2 separate regions of the Mus musculus genome follow, and region 2 is linked to region 1. A link is a contact called in public Hi-C data. All regions are on one chromosome and are shown on one strand. The core of a region is the stretch at or near the end of the contact, and the rest is flanking DNA. Distances in the headings are between cores, read along the strand shown. Region 1 overlaps Cdc14a (CDC14 cell division cycle 14A). Region 2 overlaps Cdc14a (CDC14 cell division cycle 14A).

Evidence for each region. A called contact is a pair of places that touch in the nucleus more often than the background predicts.
Region 2: a Hi-C map of trophoblast stem cells shows a contact between it and region 1, with 2.0 times the contacts expected there. The contact joins two enhancer-like sites. A contact is called at or near these places in 2 of 15 datasets of contacts at CTCF or cohesin (the NIH/3T3 cell line and pro-B cells), 50 of 484 Hi-C or Micro-C datasets (3T3-L1-derived adipocytes, the 63-12 cell line, the AML12 cell line and 34 more), 2 of 115 datasets of contacts at active chromatin or transcription factors (bone marrow-derived dendritic cells and embryonic stem cells) and 3 of 9 other capture datasets (adipose tissue, embryonic trunk and pancreatic islet).

What each region holds. Positions count from the first base shown.
Region 1 is chr3:116,340,109-116,343,147 of GRCm38.p6, forward strand. All of the region lies in intron 7 of Cdc14a (CDC14 cell division cycle 14A), which reads right to left. Among named protein-coding and RNA genes, the nearest start is that of Cdc14a, 82 kb to the right of the region's middle. Within about 2 kb of position 1,348, at least 36 of the 459 cell types and tissues checked have an H3K27ac peak or open chromatin away from gene starts, as enhancers often do. A contact at or near this core is called in trophoblast stem cells, where this site is marked.
Region 2 is chr3:116,407,661-116,410,871 of GRCm38.p6, forward strand. The region is part of intron 2 of Cdc14a (CDC14 cell division cycle 14A); the gene reads right to left. Among named protein-coding and RNA genes, the nearest start is that of Cdc14a, 15 kb to the right of the region's middle. Within about 2 kb of position 1,376, at least 16 of the 459 cell types and tissues checked have an H3K27ac peak or open chromatin away from gene starts, as enhancers often do. A contact at or near this core is called in trophoblast stem cells, where this site is marked.

The DNA of each region.
Region 1 (3,039 bases), core at 98-2,597:
CAACACAGCGTGAGCCACATGGGGCTGAGAATGACTCAGGGAACCACACAAACAGCCCAAGCCTCTATCCCAACCCTCTCCCCCACCTCCACACCAAGTGCTAGGATTACAGACAGCTCGCCACCATGACAGCTTTTTTTGCACAGGCTGAAGGAATCTACAATCTGGTCTTCATGCTTGCTTTGGCAAACATTTTTCTGATTGAGCCATCTCCCTGGTCCCAGCGTTATATTATTATTATTTTTTTTTTTTTTAAAGCAAAGTTTCCCAGTCAGAGCGATCGGAATGGAGCTGCCTGGGCAGGAACTGAGGCGAGCAGAGGCCCCAGCTGCCGATGGATGGGTGTGAACTGTGTTTACTAGGTGTTGAGCAAATACGATCCTGTTCTCTGAGTACCAAGGTAAAAAACAAGAAGCCCTGTGCGGTGCCCCTGCACCTGCGAAAGCAGCAGCTCCTCTCCTCTGAGGTCAGGTAGATGTAGCTGGGTGTGGCTCTCACCTGCCAAGGTCAAAGATGTGTCCCAGATAGCCAGCATTTGAGAAAACAAAATCAAGTCAACAATAGATTGACAATCTGAAAAAAATACCCTCCTGCTGACAGCGCTATTTCTCAGACAGCATTCGCTCAAAAGTGGTTAGACTTATTACTTATTGGGAGCTGGGGGGGGGGGGGGTGACAGACATCATGTAGCTAAAAGGAAGCCTTCTAAGTAGTTGCTACATTCTAAAGTTGATCTTTGAACTCTACTGAATCCCCAGGAGGCTACTTAAGGAAGCTTTTTGAAATTGAAAAACTAAGCGAGGTAATAAATGTGACCCACAGAGATGAGCGCTCCTCCCGACCCCCAAAAGATCACCCCTCAAGCTCCTTTCTCTGCATTTCGTCTCCATCAATCCCAGCCACAAGCAAGAACAAGGTACTGCTAGTGGGTGACCCTGCTCTGCATTTTCCTGTGAGGTCACCAGCTCATGGACCAGTCATCAAAATAAAGCAATAACGCGCTTCGCGGAAAGCAGAGGGAGCTATAAATTGAGGACCTAGCGTCACCAAGGTCGTCAAAGCAGGATGTCTTGCAGTCACTTCACCACTAGAGGGCGTGCTGCCCATATATACACAGGCACATACCATCACGGTGTAAATTGAACACTAGGGCTCTTGTTTTCACATATCTCCCTAGGATAAAAGGTCGATATTATTTTCCTGAACTGATCCCTGGCTAGATTCCAAAAGGAGTGGTTGTAGTATTGGTTCTCGGGTTCTTTGGGAATACCTTACAAGCCCTGTCGGAAAGTACAGACGTTTCGACACTGATTGCTACGGGGCGCTTTCAGATCGTGTGACTTTGGTTAGTTGTTAGGGTGGGTGAGCGGATTGGTTGGTTGGTTGGATCTGGATATGCCTAGTATTACTGGTAGAATCCTGACTGAGCAATGTGTGTCTAAGCAACAGGACAGACGGGTTGACTTGGGAACTGGAGAAACCATATTCTAGAAGGTGTTTTGGTTTTGTTTTGTTTTGTTTTGTTTTTGGGTTTTTGGGTTTTTTTTGTTTTTGTTTTTGTTTTTCAAGACCTGTGTCTGATGCTATTTCTCAGTCCTAAAGTCAATAATCCATGTGCTGGTCACATGGAAATATCCAAATTCCGGAGGCATCCTTCTCTAAACCTCCTAAATTGGACAATCTTGAAAGTACTCCCACATGAGCAGTCAGAGCGGATAGAGCACTGACTTAGGCTTCATGCCATTCTGGGGGACCATGACCGTACATGGCAAGCCTGTTATTTTGTGGAATCATTACCCTGGCCACCCATGGCTCCTGTGTCTTACAGGATGAACAGACCAGACTCAGGTATGCTGGAGTGTAAACGCCACACTGGACTTTGAAGGCATGATTTTTTTTTTAAATGTAAACTAAACTACTCCATTAATAATCCCTGTCTTAACTATATGTTGAAATATGTGGGATATAATGAATTAATTGAAATACATCTTTTAAAATACCTTCACCATTTCTTTCTATCATTTCTGAATGTCCCTAGTGGAATATTTAAAATATCCATATGACTAATTATACATGGCATTCTTTTTTTGTTGTTTTTTTGGTTTTGGTTTTTTTGTTTTTTGTTTTTTTGAGACAGGGTTTCTCTGTATAGCCCTGGCTGTCCTGGAACTCACTTTGTAGACCAGTCTGGCCTCAAACTCAGAAATCTGCCTGCCTCTGCCTCCCATGTGCTGGGATTAAAGGCGTGGGCCACCACCGCCTGGCTTATACATGGCATTCTTTAGATTCCTGAATGGGAGGTGAAAGCAGACAAAACCTTTAAGAAATCGTTAGACTAGAAGCAAGTGGTTACACCCTGCTGACCCATCCTCTGTAGCATTATAAGTAGCATTCTGGTCACATAACCTCCTTTAAGGGACTGACTCAGCAGTTAGAGTACCCGCCATGCAAGTACAAGAACCAGCATCAGATTCCCAGAAAGCCACATAATCTGGTGAGTGTGGCAGCCTGCTTGTAAATCTAGCTTCCAAAGGAATTCCGAGAACAGGCTGGCTAATAAGCCCGGCCATATTGATAAACTCTGAATATGACTGAGACCCACTCTTCCTTAATGAATAGGTAGACGGATGATAGACAATTTATTAACCTTAGGCCTCCACACGCACATGTGTGTACATCCACGCCATACATACAGACACATGTGTGCCCCACACATACAAAACAATGAATGCAGGCACATTGCACACAAACAAAAAAGTGTGGGAGAAACTAATATCACAGATATTAAGCTTGTGTGGTTGGTCGGTTGGATGATTGGTTGGTCAGTTGGTTAGTTGGTTGGTTGGTTGGTTTTTATTTGAGACAGGGTCTCTGTAGCTCAAGCTAGCCTTGAATTCATGGCAATCCTCCTGCCTCGGCTTTCCAAGTACCTAGCATTCTTAAGCCATGCTATATAGTAAGTGTAGTTTAGCAAAGAAGTGTCTATGAGTAAGATCAATAAAACAAATGACAGCTCATGCTGACGAGGATGTAGAATCA
Region 2 (3,211 bases), core at 126-2,625, 68 kb after region 1:
AAAGGGAGAAGGAGAATCCATTGCTAGCCCCTGAAACAATACACATAAAGAGACTCACACACGATTTATTTTTTTAAGAAAAAAATCTGAAAATAGACTCCCTTGAACTTACAGTCCAAACATTGACTAGTGCATCTCCATTCTGTCAAATTCTAGCATAATATCTCGACTCAAAGGCAAACAAAGACCTCGCTCCCACTGTCTTGGTGCCGGGTGGGGGGTGATATTCCAGTCTCATTGGGCTAGCTGGGCATAGTTCATTATATCACAGCTCCTTCATCTCCAAATGAATGATTAAAGAAGTTGATCTCCTCACCAATGCATGCTTTTCCTCCAACAATGTTGTCAAATTATAGCTGGATAGCTACAGTAAATCTCAACAAGTTTAAGAATTGAACATCAGGCATCTGGTATCCAATTCAATAAGTGTAAAAAGCCAAAACCATTTTGATTTGACAGCAAAGGAATTCAAAGAACTGACTGAAGTATATGGAGTCAGCAGGTGGAAGTTGGCAGGAGGGAGAAAGAAGGAAGGCTGTGTCCTTCTCAAAGGACCACGGAAGAGAAGCCCAAGACCAGAGAAAACACTTCCCAGGGCCCCCTGGATTTACATGACCCGCAGTGTACCCAGCATGCCCTGCTCTTCTCACGAGATTTACAGTGCTGAGGGCTTACGATTGTCTTTGGTTTTTCTAGTGAGCTGTGATCTCCGTGTGTCTGTCCCCAAGGAAATCATTGTCTAAAGTGCCACCATGCCTTACTCTACACATTAGAAGCTCTGTGCAAAACTGGTCAACCCCTCAATGAAAAGAAACACGACTTTCCAAGCACTGCCTAGTCCCGCCATGAAACTTATGGCCACCCGTTCTGAACAAGATGCTACACGTAAACATATTAATCAAATAGCTCTTGTGAAATCAAAAGAAATATTGCTTTTAAAATAGGATGCCTTACATTGTAAGAGCATAAGGCATGCCAATACTTTGTTTTTCATGTGTACAGTATGAATTGTGTGTGTGTATGTGTCTGTGTGCCTGTGTGTGTGTCTGTGTGTGTGTCTGTGTGTGTGTCTGTGTGTGTCTGTGTGTGTGTGCCTGTGTGAGTGTCTCTGTGTGTGTGTGTGTCTGTCTGTCTGTCTCTGTGTGTGTGTGTGTGTGTCTGAGTGTGTATGTAGCTGCATGTGTGCCACCTATGAATGTGGAGATCTGAGGCCCCAAGGCCAACCTTTGGGTGTTGGCCCTCACCTCTCCAGGTTTGAAAGTCTCTTTGTTTCTGTAGGAGCCTGACTCGCTGGCCCAGGAGCTTCTGGAGAGTATCCTGTCTCCACCTGCCATCTCCCAGCAGGGCCGCGCTGGAATTACAGAGTCTGCTGCTACAGCACTGGACACTCCTGTGAGATTTGGCAATGTAAATGCGGGTTATCAGACAAGCCCGCTGGCCCATCTCCCCGGCCCATCTTTAATTGGTTTGTTTTTGTTTAAAGAGCGTTGTTGATACTAGCTAATGTTTGCCTTACTATTGATGTTTCCCTCCAAGCAGAAGATGTTTTAGATCCTGACGGAAAACGCATAACGATCACATTTCCAGAAGATCCTAATTGCTTGGTACATACTAACCTAAGACACTGGGGCACCAGTCGGAGTGCCTGCTCATACCCTTAGATAGAGCACACCTTGCCACAGTTACAGATGCCAGTGGCTGACCACCTACCAACTTTCCTGTGTACAGGACAGCCTGAAAAAGAATGAAAGACCACTGGATACACAGGACTCTGGTATCTATCTGATCACGCTGCATTCCCAGGCTGCAGTCTCAGCCTTGGGATCAACCCCTGTCCCTGACACATCCTTTCAGGAAATCCCAGCTGCCTCACACACCATAAAATAAAGGACCTTCTCCACTTAGCACTTTCTTTAGCTCTAGGCACGGGGCAGGGTTGTAGAAGCCTTCAGCTGTCGCTTCTGTAAAATGAGTGACTATGTAGTATCCAGTATTTCATGTCCTTCCAATCTGAAGCACAGTCAGTGAAGGGACAGTCCCCTCCAAGACTCCAGTGAACAAAAGCAAGAGGTGGCTTCTTCGGGAATGCTCTGCTAAGATTAAAACTCACTCCCACAGAAGCATTCTCAGACCACGTAAGTTAACCCTTTTATATTCACCAGCTGCCACGGATAGCAAGAGGACTGGGCGGCCAGTCTATTCCTGTAGCTCCGGCAGAGGCGGTGATATATAAAAGGCTAGCTCTCACCTTTTTGTAAGCAGTTCCTGAAATCAGGGCCTGGAAAGGGAAAAGTCCTCTAAACCCAGTGGCTATGATCTCCTCACCTCCCAAAGCCCCTGGAATTCAAAGCCGCACCTCCCCCTTGCCTCCAGCCCACCCCACCCCCACCCCCGTGCTGTAGCTCCTACCTTCTTCTCTCTTTGGGGACTTACTTTGCAACATTTTCTCACCTTTATTACCAGCAAGCTCAAGCCACAAGGAATGTCTGAGTTCATTCATAGACCTTCTTCATACCCTCCTCCCCAGCCCTGGTTAGCACATACTCCTGCTTTAGGTCTCAGCACAACCACCCTTCCTCAGAGAAGTCTCTTCTCATCCCCACCTCTTTGGCTGCTCTCCAAATGTGCAGATCCCACGGGCCCTGTTTCTTGCCTTCAAAGACCAAAAGGTCTTTCGGGGGCTGAGGATGGGACGTAGTTCGTTTGGTAGAGCGCTTGCCAGCCACACACATGGCCCTGGCATTCATCCCCAGAATTGCATAAAATGGGGTCTAGCGGCAAATCCCAGGTCATTTTTAGCTACATAGTAAGTGCAAGGCTAGCCTGGGATAGATCAACGCCTGTCAAAAGAGAAAAATGCTGCAGCTCTCTCCTCCTTCCACGGACTTCAATCGTCTACTTTTAACATTTAACTAGTATTTTGTCTGAAATCCACTGCAGGACAAGCTCCCTGAACCAGGCTGAGCTGAACGACAGTCCCTAGGCATCCTGAGCACCTAGTCCAGGGATGGCTGAGTAAATAAGTAAAGGACTGGCTCGTTTGGGAAAGTATAGCAAAAGACAACACTCTTCATTCTAAACATTCCAAACAGTTCCAGGCTAAGTATGGCTAGAGAGGGGTGACCGACGACAGGTCACACTTTATAAGCTTTGTACACAGCAAGGTTAAGGGGCGGGACAGATGGCTCAGTGGTTAGGTGCACTCACTAAT